2 separate regions of the Pan troglodytes genome follow, and region 2 is linked to region 1. A link is a contact called in public Hi-C data. All regions are on one chromosome and are shown on one strand. The core of a region is the stretch at or near the end of the contact, and the rest is flanking DNA. Distances in the headings are between cores, read along the strand shown.

Region 1 (7,206 bases), core at 1,672-4,171:
TCTCTTCTCTCTCCTTTTGTCTCTCTCTGCCTTTCTCTAGGCTGAAGGCTGTTTGTTTGTCCTGCTAGTTTGGTCAAACTGCGGCGCAGAGAGGCGGCCAGGTTGGGTCAGCGGCCCTTGGGAAAAAAAGATGTGTCCCTGTTGGGGGCCAGAGAATCAAGTTTCCTCCCACCCAACCCCCAACTATTGCAATTTCTATTTAGATCTATTTAGAGGGATTTTTTTTTAACTCACTCGGAAACAGTGAGGACTGGAAAGAAAAGTTGCAAATGGCTCTCGGACTTTCCTCTAAGGAGACCAGCATGGGTCGCCCCAATTTCTATTTTGCACGTATTTGTCCGTTTTTGCCCCATCTCCTCTCTCCTGCAACACCAAGACCTTTTTGGAAGCCAAGAGAAATCATTACCCGATTCACAAAGAGCATAGAGAGTGTAACAGTCACTGATCTTGTTCAAATAGGGAGAGTTTTTTTTCCTTCCCTTTTTGTAACACCTGACCCACAGGACTGACAGTTCTAGGAAGCCCCCTTACCCGAAAATAGGAAATAAATCCTTGCCACCTTGATTTGCAAGGGCAATGCTAATTTTTTTCTTTCTCCAGAGCTCTCAAAAAAAAAAAAAAAAAAAACCTAACTAAAAACAGGGATCCCGGATGTAGCCTCGATGTCCCCCATTAAACGGTAATATTTCAGGCGTCGGCTCACACTAATCTTTCAAACTGTCATCGCGAGCCGCCCGGCCAGCAGATTCACTTAACAGCGCTCCCAGGACCCTCGTTCCGAGCTCTTTTCAGCGAGACATTTAATTGAATCGGATGTGGCTCGTTTGCCAGACGTCACCGCCTCGGCGATAGGCATCCTCTCCAACGACCCCCCACCCCCGCCCGCGCTCGAAAACAATCTTCAAAGGCAAGGCGGGCCCCCAAGCTAGGTTAATTTACAGCCATAACGGTAACGTGGCCAAAAGTCCAGGCGAGGAAGGGCCGCAAGGCCGCTGACATGCAGCTCCGTCCAAGGAGAATTTGGGTTGGGAGGTGAAGAGGTGGCGGGACGAGGTTTCCTGGGCCTTGAACGCCCCACATTTAAGAAAAGGCATCCTCCACAGACTAGACTAACAATTCCAGACCCCCAGTAGTCCCTGGCTCAGAAACTCGAGGCGTGATTTCGGCGTGGCAGCCCAGGCCTGCTACTGACGGCTGGCGCCTAGAAGCCGGGGTCAGGGCGTTGCGCGCCTCCCGGGCTGCCCTGCGGGGCTCACCTCTCTCCCCAGCATGGAGGCCCCAGGTCCTGGGAGTGTGGCTTTGATGAGGGACAGGAAAAGTCCCAACATCAGGCCAATGCTTGACTTCACTTGCGTCGGCGTCTCAGACGGCACACTGTCGGGTTTGAGCACCCAAGATGTACGTTCTGGACAGACACTATTTTGTCCCCATACATGGAGCGTTTCCTCCGCACCTTGGGCGCGCCTGCGGGAGCTGTGTCTTTAGGTAGTTTTTGGCCCTGCGCCGCCTTTATTCTACTCCAAGCGCCTCTTGCCAACCCGCACTCCTCAAAGAGCCAAGCCCTCCACATCCCCATTCTCAGCAAGTCCACGCGTCCCGCCCAGCTTCCCGCCCGCGGTTCCCTGTACCAGCTAGGGCCGTGAGAAGCCAACGCTTTTCCACTGACAAATCCTGTCATCCCCAGCTCTAGAAGGCGTCCTTAATCTGGGCCCGCTCTGCCTGCCCGGACTCCTGAATGGTAAGCAAAATAAAACTCTTCTCTGCAGTGTTCTGGGGAATGGAGAAGACCCCAAGCTTTCATCAGACCTCCCAAGGAGTGCGGGGACCCAGAGAAATGAGGCCACCCGGGCGGGATCTGGCCATGCAGCTGGCGCTCCCGAAACTCTGGCAGATTTGTCTGACTTCTGTGCCCTACTCTACCGACCCTGGGCTAAAAATGATCATGATCACCCCACTTGCCCTGCCCTTCCCCCACGCGCCTGACCGAGCCGCAGGGGTGCCCCACTGGAAGTCCGGCCCAGAGGCCTCAGAGAAATCCTGGCCTAGCTGGGCTCAGAGGAGCCCCGCCTCCCTGAGAGCTAAACCTGGGCTAGGACCCTGAAACCTCGAGGTTGGCAGAAGCCTGAGGGCCTTGCTGCTAGGCAGGGAGGGCACGGGAAGGAGGGAGGTGGGATCGATGGCCTCCAAACAGGGGGAACAAGGTGACTGGTAGCTGGGGCACTCCACAAGACAGGTGTCTCCTGGGAAGCTGAGCTGACCAGCTGGGATTCCTGATTTATTTCATTATTAAGGGGAGAGGCATTTCCCTGGGAGGGTACTGGCAGTGACTGATGCCCCCTGGAGTTGTGCTGTGCATAACACTACTGTAGGAGGCAGCAACTCCTACCCCACCTGGCCATCACTCACCTTGCCCTTACTTTCGTTGACTTGCCCAGAAGCACCCAGAGCCTGCGGCATGACTGACCCTGTAGGCCAAGCCAAACCAAACCCCCGAATTGTCCAGAATCTCGCCCTGCTGCTATCCCCAAAGCCAGCCCTGTCCTCCAGGCTTCTCTTCCTATTCAGACTCTCCCTCATCCCACCACCTTCAGTAATAAAGCCTTCCTCAAATCACTCTCCTCCCCACCGCTTCCCACCCCATCCTTCTCTCTCCCATTCTGGTTTGGGTGCTGAGGAATATTTCTTCAAACCCACACCCATCCAGCCCTGCCCAGAGTCCTGACTCTGCATGCCTCTGGTAGGCTTTTCAGGCTCACGTTAGGGAGCAAACGCAGGCTGCAGGAGCAAAAGGAGACCCTTCCAAATGCGTCGTGGCCCCTTTAAAAAAGCTGGGCAGGGCTTTTTTTTTTTTTTTTTTTTTTTTTTTTGCCGTATGACTATATTAGGTGACACGAAACTGCTCATCGCTCCTGTCATCGAGGCCCCTGGCCCAATGGCAGGCTGAGTCCCCCTCCTCTGGCCTGGTCCCGCCTCTCCTGCCCCTTGTGCTCAGCGCTACCTGCTGCCCGGACACATCCAGAGCTGGCCGGCGGGTGCGCGGGCGGGCGGCGGCACCATGCAGGGAAGCTGCCAGGGGCCGTGGGCAGCGCCGCTTTCTGCCGCCCACCTGGCGCTGTGAGACTGGCGCTGCCACCATGTTCCCCAGCCCTGCTCTCACGCCCACGCCCTTCTCAGTCAAAGACATCCTAAACCTGGAGCAGCAGCAGCGCAGCCTGGCTGCCGCCGGAGAGCTCTCTGCCCGCCTGGAGGCGACCCTGGCGCCCTCCTCCTGCATGCTGGCCGCCTTCAAGCCAGAGGCCTACGCTGGGCCCGAGGCGGCTGCGCCGGGCCTCCCAGAGCTGCGCGCAGAGCTGGGCCGCGCGCCTTCACCGGCCAAGTGTGCGTCTGCCTTTCCCGCCGCCCCCGCCTTCTATCCACGTGCCTACAGCGACCCCGACCCAGCCAAGGACCCTAGAGCCGAAAAGAAAGGTGAGGAGGAAACACAGGCCCCCTTCTCCCCTCCTGGGTCGCTTTCGTCCCCAAGAAACTCAGGGCCAGGAGGAGGAGACACGCGCCCTTGGGCCGAGGGCTGGGCTGCGGCGGGGGGTTCAGAATGTAAGATGCCTGGTGTTGTCGCCAGGCTCCCGCGCCCCGCGTCCAATCGGAGGTTCAGAGGAAATGCCGGATTGAAAGGATCAGAAGCAAGAGACCAAAAAACGTTTCCCCCCGGCCTAACAAAGCACCGGGCGGCTTCGGCTCTGCTCCTGGGTCTGGTAGGAAGTTGAGAAATCGGTTTATGGTAGACAGAACAGAGAGACAAGCAGATAATCTCTGTTTTTAAATCTCCTTTGGATTTACGAATCTTTTTAAAGATCTGATGAGAACCGCTAAACAGAAATTGAAATGTTGCTCACCAGACAGCTTTTGCGTACAATCGGAGGAGGGTCCTGGACCTTCTTTCTGCAGCCCACCCGCGACCCGGGTTTCTGGTGCCTTTCTTTCTTTGCGCCAGGAAAGTGGAGTCTGGGATCGAGGGCCTTGATTTTAAAATGGGATACTGCGGACCCTCAGGAATCTGACTTCACTTTATTTTTTCAGCACAACTTGCCGGCGCGGCCAGGGCGGAGAGGTTCCCTCGTGGAAAAGTTAGGAAATGCTGCGCTACCGCGGGCACAAGGGAGTGGACGAGATGAGTGCGGGATCACCCCGCAGGCCATCCCAGGATCGGGGAGGGAGGCCGGCCCCGCTGCAGAAAGGGGCCTTCTGGGAGACCCCCCAGCCCAAGGCAGGAGCCCGGGCGATTCCCGGGAGGCCGCAGGCGCTGGGCGAAGCGCTGGGCGAAGGGCCGCTGTGAGCCGGGAGAGAATTCATAGGTTTGTTGAGGAGCAGAGGCCTGGGAACAAATTCGGGCGGGCACGGCGGCTAGAACTGATCGCTACCAATTCGAGGAAGCCAGCAAGGCAGGTTCCGAGGCCGCCTGCCCACCCGCAGCTTCTTGGACACTGCGCAAACCCTGCTGCGGCCAGGCTGGAGCCTCCGATCACCAAACCAACACTCCCTGGCTTTCTGTTTCTTGATTCCTTAATTTTGAGATAAGACCGTCCCTAGCAGTGAGGCTTCGGCCTCTGTTCATTTAACTTCTCAAACCAAACTAGCCCTAATTCAGTTCACCCCAGAGCATCACCTTGTTTTATTTTTATTTTTTTATTTTTATTATTATTATTTTTTTTTTTTTTTTTTGCAGCCTGAAATTTTAAGTCACCGTCTGTCTCCCTCACCAGGGTGTGAACTGCCCCGAGGGCAGAGACCTCCCGTTTTGTTCTCCAGCGCCTTGAGCCAGCCTGACTTTCTACAAATGCTGAGTGAGACGTGTCGGTGGCTCCCAGTGCACTTGGCAGAGTGAGCCGCAGCCAGCTGGGCGCTCCAGGCAGGACACAGTGGCCTCCACGAGGATCCCTTACCATTACTGTGCGGCCGCGCTCCGTAGGTCAAGCCGCTCTTACCAAGCGTCTCTCTGCCTCTCTGTTCCCCCTCAGAGCTGTGCGCGCTGCAGAAGGCGGTGGAGCTGGAGAAGACAGAGGTGGACAACGCGGAACGGCCCCGGGCGCGACGGCGGAGGAAGCCGCGGGTGCTCTTCTCGCAGGCGCAGGTCTATGAGCTGGAGCGGCGCTTCAAGCAGCAGCGGTACCTGTCGGCCCCCGAACGCGACCAGCTGGCCAGCGTGCTGAAACTCACGTCCACGCAGGTCAAGATCTGGTTCCAGAACCGGCGCTACAAGTGCAAGCGGCAGCGGCAGGACCAGACTCTGGAGCTGGTGGGGCTGCCCCCGCCGCCGCCGCCGCCGCCTGCCCGCAGGATCGCGGTGCCAGTGCTGGTGCGCGATGGCAAGCCATGCCTAGGGGACTCGGCGCCCTACGCGCCTGCCTACGGCGTGGGCCTCAATCCCTACGGTTATAACGCCTACCCCGCCTATCCGGGTTACGGCGGCGCGGCCTGCAGCCCTGGCTACAGCTGCACTGCCGCTTACCCCGCCGGGCCTTCCCCAGCGCAGCCGGCCACTGCCGCCGCCAATAACAACTTCGTGAACTTCGGCGTCGGGGACTTGAATGCGGTTCAGAGCCCCGGGATTCCGCAGAGCAACTCGGGCGTGTCCACGCTGCATGGTATCCGAGCCTGGTAGGGAAGGGACCCGCGTGGCGCGACCCTGACCGATCCCACCTCAACAGCTCCCCGACTCTCGGGGGGAGAAGGGGCTCCCAACATGACCCTGAGTCCCCTGGATTTTGCATTCACTCCTGCGGAGACCTAGGAACTTTTTCTGTCCCACGCGCGTTTGTTCTTGCGCACGGGAGAGTTTGTGGCGGCGATTATGCAGCGTGCAATGACTGATCCTGCAGCCTGGTGTCTTAGCTGTCCCCCCAGGAGTGCCCTCCAAGAGTCCATGGGCACCCCCGGTTGGAACTGGGACTGAGCTCGGGCACGCAGGGCCTGAGATCTGGCCGCCCATTCCGCGAGCCAGGGCCGGGCGCCCGGGCCTTTGCTATCTCGCCGTCGCCCGCCCACGCACCCACCCGTATTTATGTTTTTACCTATTGCTGTAAGAAATGAGGATCTCCTTCCCATTAAAGAGAGTGCGTTGACCCCGCACGTGTGCTTCTTTCAGCTTGCGGCGCTTCAGAAGCAGGAGAGAGGTGGCCGCCCGGGACTGGTCTCAGATCTCAGGCACAGGCATTCGCTGAGCAAATTGATAACATTGATACTAATAAAACCTAACCCTTGCTGGAACCATACTGGTTCCGTGTCGGGCACTTTCTGAGATTGTCTCATATAATCCTCAATAATCCAAAAAATAAAAAATAAAATCCTATTTTAAAGTTTAGAAGCTGAGGCCCGGAGAGGTTTAATGACTTACCTGCGAGCAAATAGCCAGTACTAGTCGAACTCTGGTTAAATTCTGGATGCCTCACTTCAGAGACCGCCTTCCCTGTGCTCCCAAGCTCCCCTCCTTGAATCCTAATGTGTGCCAGGCACGGTTCCAGGCACTGGGCATTAAATGGACAGCAAAAGAACCTGGGCCCTCTGTAGCTGGAGAGCACCGTGATCATCCCACTTAAAAGAACTCCTTAGCCTGTTTCCAGATGGAAAAGCCAAGAACCCAAGCCCTTGGCAAGCGTTCTCAGGCTCCTCAGATGCCCCCAGATGCCAAGTCGGGGCCTCATCAGCTGCCCATGGGACTGAGTGCCGAGGCTGGACCCCAGAGAGGTGTCCTGCGGATGGTGCTCACCTCCAGCTGTGGTGAGGCCCCATAAATTCACATGGTCAAGGGAGCCCCTAAGCCTTAACCTTACTGATGTCCTTTCCTTAGGGCATTTAATTTCACCATAGTTCTGACCAACAAATGTTACTACTGTCCTGATTTTATAGATGAGAAAACTGAGGCTCAGCGAAATCAAGTTTAAACCCTGCTTGTTATGGGACTTGCCCACTGCATGCCTCGGTGGTGGTGGTGGTGGTGGTGGTGATGGTGGTGGTGGTGGTGGTGGCGGCGGTGGTTGCTCTTGTTTGTCTGTAAAATGAGGATAACAAACACACCTTGCTCGCATCCAGGATCGCCAGTCAGCAGGTGCTGGGACCTGACCTCCAGCTCCTCTATCACCAGCCCCAGAGCCTGAGGAACTGACCCAGGATCTTTTTAAGATACGTCTTTAAAAGGGACCAAAGCCAGAG
Region 2 (7,206 bases), core at 2,540-5,039, 1.5 Mb before region 1:
ATAAAATCTGAACATCATTTTACAGATCTGGATGTGGGATAAGGTTCTTGGCTGGGCGCTTCTGTAATATAAACTTGACTAAGACGAAGGGAAAAATTAGCTAGCCCATAAATGTAAATGTCAGGGGAAATCATGCTGCCTCCGAATTGAGAGCACGTGATGACATCTTAGTCATCCCCTCTACCCGTTCTATGGCTTCGGGCAAATGTGTAAATGATTTGTTTGTCAGGGGGAAAAACAAGCAAAATAAAGGTATGCCAACAGCATCCAGACTCCACATTTAAAATGGATTCAATTACAGCAAATCACAGACTGGGACATCCTTGTGATTCCATAGCATCAACTAACTTTGGGCTTGTCTTCCTCAAGGGTGGGTGGGCGGAGCAGGATAGAGCTGTGGTGATAGAATACTTAACAATTAATTTTCTGCATTTGGCTTTTACGAGCTATGCTAATTTTCCAAATGTGGCCACGGTATTAACTCTAATGTATTCATGGGAGAATGTTGCATTTCTTGTTTAGTTACTTTGGTGGCCCAAGAAAGAGTTTACACTTCATACTTGAGGGTGACACAGCACAAGTCCCAACCCAGCTTCCATTTCCAACAAGAGATGGATTTGTTCCAGTGTCGCATTATTACCCATCACTTTACTGAATCAAAAAGAGATAAGAGGCTTTGTAACCAACCAAAGAACAGAAATCTGGGAAAGGGAAGGATAAGAAACTACCATAAAAGTCTATACTTCTGCATTTGCTAATCCCTAAGTTACTAGACAGCTGGGGAGCCAGCTTCTTAATTTACAAATTAACAACACTGTCAGAGACTCTCAAGAGACCAGCAAAATTCTCGCCCTTTCTAAACTAGGCCGGGCCCTCAGGAGGACCCAGGTGTCTCAGCTCAGATACCAAGTTCCTAGTGTGTATATACTCTTGCTTCTGGCTCTACGTGGGGTTTTGAAGCACTGCGCGCCTGGGCAGGGTAATTCCAGCTGGTCCTTCGGGTTACATTTGAATTATGAAATCCAGGTGACCGGGATCGCACATGTGTATCAAAACCATGAAGCTATGAGGCTTCCTCCCAATGCAACACTCCCCATCCCTCCACCCCCACCTAATTTTAAACCAGCCAGAGGAAGGATGCGATTATATAAGGCAAAACAGCGTTTATCCTACTTCCTCCAAATAACAAAATCAGGCCCGGGCGGGTAGCTCCCTCTCGCCCCAGGCTCCGTCGCCTGGCATTCTCAGGACCCACTGCTCTGACCACAGGGTTCCCGCTGCCACCTCCAGGCCCAAAGCACCGACAATTCTTCATGGTGTTTTTTTTTTTGTTTTTTTGTTTTTTTTACTTTAAGTTCCGGGATACATGTGCAGAATGTGCAGGTTATAAACTCGGTTCTCAGAATTTCTGGTTCTTTTCATGGGAAGGTCACAGCCTGGGCCCGAGGTTGCCTTACCCAGAGCAGGGAAGCTTGAGCACAGGGCAGGGATGTTTGGAGGGGTAGTAGTCATTGCCTTTCCAGACCCACAGGCCTAAAGGATGGCAGGATTCCTAACCTCTGGACACTACTCCATTTAAGGCCTGTATCATTGGCTGGGCATAGCCGTAAGCTATGTACTCAATATTTGTCAAACAAATTAAGTCTTTTAATTTTCTGAGCCTCTACCTCACTGTCGATAAAGTGGGTAAGTAACACTAATCCCTCAATGTGGTCCACAGTACTAAAATTTTAAGCGTACCCAGAGCCCTGTCTGCCACCTGGTAGGTGATCATTAAATGGCCCCAAGATTTTTTTTTTTTTTTTTTTTTTTTTTGGTCAGGCCCAAACTGCCGATTCCTCTCTGAACTTTGCCGAAATGTCCTCATCTGTTAAGAGGCCGGCTGCTGCCCTACAGAGGAGATAAGATAATACGGTGAAAAGTGCTATAAAGCACTATCCAAACTTGAGTTTAAATTCTTTGAGTCCCTTAATCTCCTCGCCCTTTGAATCTTTCAGAGTTTCTAACAGGGTGGAGAGAGACTGCCAGAGGGGACAGCCACTGACGCCTGGGTATACGGCCTTGTTTTGTTAACAAAATACATTGCGTCTAGTCTTGAGGGCTGAATGATGTAAATAGTGAAAGGATCTCTCTCAGCTTTGGAGAAAGTCCCTCCACAGCCCCCACCCTCACCTTTCCTACAGGTAGGGGATGGGGTGGCGGGAAATTAGGGGGTAGAGAAACCATAAAAGCCAAGAGATAAAAGTAAAAGAGGCTGTCAAGGATGACGTCTCCAAATTGTAAAAGGACTCAGGGACCAAAAATGGATGCTGAAGCGGAGAATTCTCTGCAGCCTCAATTCTCAAGTGGGGTGCAGGTGAGGATCTCTACCTAGTCTCTCTGGGGAGAGGACGCAAAAGTGGTCAGGGCATATCAAACAGAGGAGCAGGGCGCGGGCAACAGGTCCCCCTGGCCAATCAGTGGTTGTTGGTAACCTGGGACAAGCAAAGGCCGTCTTCTTTAAAAGCCTCAGCGTCCACGTCTGAAAAATAGGGTAGTCACAAGTCCAGTGTCTACACTTGGGGGTTCCAGTGAGGATCTCGATCTGGTGAGCTAGTGAGCATCACTCTGCAAACTCTCAAGCCCTGCTGGAAGGCGGTTCATTATCACTGTGAGCCAAGAAGAGCCCGTGCGCTTCTGGCCCCAGCCCGCTCCCGGCGAAGCTTAGAACCTTGCCGGGGAGGTGCTGGCTGCGGAGACCACAGAGAGACATTTCCTCCCCGCACCAGACTCTGATGCCACCATCCCTGGTGCCACCATCCCTTCGTGGGATCCGGCTTCGACACCCGCGGGACTCACGAAAGAAAATGGTTTCTCCTCAATGTCTGGCTAAGCCCAGTTAGCTCATCTTTAAAATGGGGGCACAACTCTCAGGGTTGAGTTTTGAACCTGTCTCGTTCCTGGTACATCCAAGTGCTCACTGGACAAGGATCCATCTCCTTCACTCCCCAGGCAGAGACTCCGGGGAACAGTGAAACAAAAACAAGCCAAGTGGCCAGAGCGCAGGGCCGAGGGCTGTAGAAACGGACCACCGAGCGACCCCGTAAACCCAGCTGGGGTCCGCTCTTGAAAGAACAATCTGTATGTCGAGGGAGTCTCAGACACACACAGCGCGGTTATTACCCAGAGGGTGTCTTGGATGCGGACGGCGCACTGGGCGCGCCGAACGCCCCGGGCACCCAGGAGTCCAGAGGCCCTGGGCTTGCTTTCCCGGGAGTGTAGCGCACGCAGAAGGGTCTCGGTACCCCCAGCCCTGGAACACCCGCCCCCCGCTCCCTCCAGTACCCCGCGCTACCTCCTACTCCTGCCCCGGCGCGCACTCACTTGGCGGCGGCGAATATCGGCCGGGTTCCTGCATCCACGCCGCTCCATCTTCTGAGTTTTCCGACTTGACCGAGGCGGTCTCGAAGGGCTTCACCAGCGGCCCGGGGCTGTGCGCTTCCCGAGCGCCGTGCCCCGACAGCAGCAGTGGCCGCAGGGTGGCCCCGGCCGAGGCGCTTTCGGCCGGCAGCGGGGACGCCTCCTTGGGCGGCTTCTTGTCGGACATGAGCGCCTCCACGCTGAAGGGCAGGCTGGAGACCTTGACGCGGCGCTCCTCCGCGGCCCCCTCGGCGCCCCCAGGCCCCGGGCCTGGTCCGGCCACCACTGCTGGGCCCTCCTCGTCGGGCGAAAACAAGTCATTGCCTTTGGACGGAGAAGCCATGACTTCTCTGCCCTACGTAGCTCCCGACGCGCGACTCCGCTGGCAACCCGGCAGCGGCGACTCAAACTTTTTTGCTGCGGAGACGGGAGGGGCGCGCTGGGAGCTGAGCCTTTCCTCCGAGGGGAAGTGGGAGACGCGCGCCGCCAATCCGCGCCGGGCCTGGCGCTGACGCCAGAGACGCTCGCCTCTGATTGGCTCTTCCCGAAGGGGCTGCCCCCTCCTTTTTTTTTTTTTTTTTTTTCTTGTTTGAAATAAATTAGGAGTTAATTACAGGAGCAGTCAGCAGAGTTGTTATTAGGCGATCCCTGAAGGGTTATAATCACGCCGAAACTGAAAAGCCCGAGACCTAATTAAGAGCGATTATTTAAAGCGGAAGTTCGCCGAGTCCCATTTCTTCTCTCTTTTGACCCTTCTTTAAAAGGGACCCTGCGCCCATCCCACTCTCCCTCTACAGCCAGAATAAGTTCAAGATTCGCAAACAGCATTGCAGAAACATTTACGAAGCCCCTACTATGCGTCAAAATTGGCTTACGTTACAATTCCAGAAAGTCGGTGCTGAAACTCACAGGCCAGTATCCCTGTGAAAGAAATGTATGCACTTAGAAGAGTAACTCGCCACTAGCCAGCGCTCAAAAGCGCCCACTGTTATTATTACAACTCTTTCCCCTGGAAAAGAGGGGCCGGAAGGAGCCCGAGAAGTGGTCAGGAGTGCCTCTCTCCCAAATGGTTCGGAGTGGAGAATTTAAATCAGTTGTCCCCATCTCTCTCACTAGAAAGCAAATCCAGCGCACTTTTAGAAAGTTGAAATCTCTGTACTTGTCTCCTGAACCTCCTTTCTGAGCGCGATCCGGATCCGACCTTTTTCTCAAGACAGTGCAAGTGTGCATTCATGAGTTTGTTTGAGCCTGTGTTTGTCGTGCGTGTTTGAATGCCAGTGTTTGCCTCGGAGGGTAATGGGGGTGGGGGGGAGGAGGAAAAGTCGCCAATATCTAGTGCCTCCCTCTCGTTTGCAAGTCTCAGAAATACCGGCTTCCAAGTTTGCACACCCCAGGCCTACATATCATTTTGGGAAGCACATTTTTATTCATGGCACCTGGTTTTTTATAAAAACATAGATGTCTCCACCCCACCCCAAATTATACCCTCGGTAATTCCTTTCCAAAGCCTCAGTGATGACTGTCTCAGCCTGGGGAAGGGGAGAGCGAGCTTCGAGGATTAGAGGCCTCGGATCTCTCCGCTGGTCCTCAAAATGCCTGACCTAGAAGGTTAGCTTCAAACGACTTTTTTCAGGCTGCGGCTGTCTTTTCCTATATCTGAACGATTATCCTGAGACTGACGAGGTAAATAGGAAGTCACCCAGTTCAGGACCTCGCCTACAGCAGATGCTGGCTAAACATTCCCTAGAGCATTGGAAGGGAGAGACATTGTTTTTAATTATTTAAATGACCAAGGCTTGGAGGCTACCTCCCAGTTCAGGAGTATTAGAAACTTGACCCCTAGACCTACAGACCCTTATGTACCCTTCCCAATGTACCTCTCTGAGGCACTGTTTGCTTCACCCCAAACCTATCCCTGAAGTGAAACTGTGCTGGCCCGAGAGAACTGGAAAAAAGTATTACCTGAATCTTAGAGGATAAAGACAGTCTGCACAGGCCAGTTAATTCAGTTTGATTAAAGATGGTCCTGAAAAAGTAAAAGAGTAAATAAGTCCTAAACACAGTCTTCTAAAACTTCTGAGTTTTTCTCTCACTATAAAGAATATGCACATTTCTTCTTAACCAACTGGAGGCTCAAAAAAGTTTAAAAAAAAAACAACTATGAAAACTACCTGGAGATGTATGCGTTTTCCCCTTGAGTCATACCTGGTGATAGTTGATTTGATATGCATCTCAAATACAGTACAGGTAAATCCAGATTAAGTTCTGTACCTTCTAGATGTACAAGGCAAGGTGCAGGCTATATATTTTGGAAGCAAATCTGAAATTCGTTTAGCCCTCAGCTGCCAAAGTGTACAAAAGGGTTCACCTTTCAGTTAGGCTAAACGCAGCCAATGTTTTATAATTATTCCTGAAAACTCCTTGTTAATATCTGTCAGCTATAAGGCACACAGGCTCATTCCTGAGAAATTCGAAACAAAAATCAATACCACTGGAACTCCTTTATTTTAATGAACTTCTCTGGGAAAGGAAAAGCCAGGTCCCCTTTACTACTCTGGAATACTGAAGTCCAGGCAGAGACAAATAAATTATAAAGCCAGGAATAGGAAAACAGAGATAAAAAAATTACTGGTGTTCAAAATCAGAGTGCCAAGCTCTGACCATGAATAGGAAAGATGCTGAGAGAGGAACCAGCCTGCTCCTGGGGTCTTTGCCAGTTCCCTCCCCAGCTCTCTGCTGAGGTGGAGACAAATCGGGAAAGGGGCTCACTTCTGCTGGGAAAGGGCTGGAACCGCAACACAACGCTAGCCCTTTATGGAAAGCCCCAAGTCTGCATTTAATCCAACTTTGGCTGCGTTTTCAGAACGTTTTATTCACCTTTTCCTGGCGGACTGACCTTGGGCACTGTAAATTGCTTCCTCCAGCCAGCGTTTTTTTTTTTTTTTTTAATCTCCAAAATGAGAGATAATAATCCTTACCTGAGATGACTCTGGTGGTGATTAAATTCAATAGGCTACCTAAAGTAACTAGAAGGCATAGGAGGTCCAGGTTAAAACATTATTGTATATCAAAAGCAATCACAATGTATCGAATGCTTTCTCCCTGCCAAGTATCGAAAGATAAGGTGCGTCCCAGACCTCACTGTAGGTTCTTTGTAAAATTTCCGGGGCTGAGAATTTGGCTCGGTCTGAGAAGCGTCCTGGTTTGGGGACAGTGATCTAGCGGAGTGACTGGCCTTGTCACGTAGAAGGCACTCAGTAAATGTTAGTTCCCAGGGATGTATGCGTAGCTGCAATATTTGCTAGCAAAAAAGCGGGGTTCCAATAGGAACTCAGCCACCAGGAAGCATCAACTCTGAAGGATGCTTTAGTGCCTGGACCTATCCAGGATCTTATTGGTTTCTTCCAACACACCGCTGCTAGCAGATTATTTTTCCCATTTCACAGATGAATGCCTAAGGCTGGGAAGCGCTAATACTCTGCCCAAGGTCGCGCAGGTAGAAGTGGGAGACCCAGGAATCCCCCCCGCGCGGCTGAGGCCTCTGAGCGCAGATCCTCAACCCTGCACCTTCCCGCGCTCCCCGGGGCGCGTTACACCCGCCAGGCCCCTTCTTGAATCAACCGCGTACGCGCGCGGCGAGTCCCAAGGAGAAAACACTCCTTGCAAACTGTGGAGCACAGCGCGCAGAACGCAGCGTTTGTAACCCCGAGGGCCGAACGCTGGATCCCAGCGGCTAGAAGGGGGCGGGGGAGGGGCAGCGAAGGGGGCTGTAGACGGGCCTGGGCTTCGGGCAGGCGCCAGGCGCGG

Evidence for each region. A called contact is a pair of places that touch in the nucleus more often than the background predicts.
Region 2: a Hi-C map of induced pluripotent stem cells shows a contact between it and region 1, with 4 times the contacts expected there. The contact joins the promoter of MSX2 here to the promoter of NKX2-5 in region 1. A contact is called at or near these places in 2 of 7 Hi-C or Micro-C datasets (both in induced pluripotent stem cells).

Annotation. Positions count from the first base shown.
Region 1 is chr4:170,893,334-170,900,539 of NHGRI_mPanTro3-v2.0_pri, reverse strand. It overlaps NKX2-5 (NK2 homeobox 5), which reads left to right and starts at 2,921. Exons shown (of 2, transcript XM_518104.8): 1 at 2,921-3,468; 2 at 5,016-6,119. The coding sequence starts at 3,135. The coding sequence ends at 5,659.
Region 2 is chr4:172,371,857-172,379,062 of NHGRI_mPanTro3-v2.0_pri, reverse strand. MSX2 (msh homeobox 2) reads right to left here and starts at 3,789. Exons shown (of 2, transcript NM_001135625.3): 1 at 3,364-3,789. The coding sequence starts at 3,742.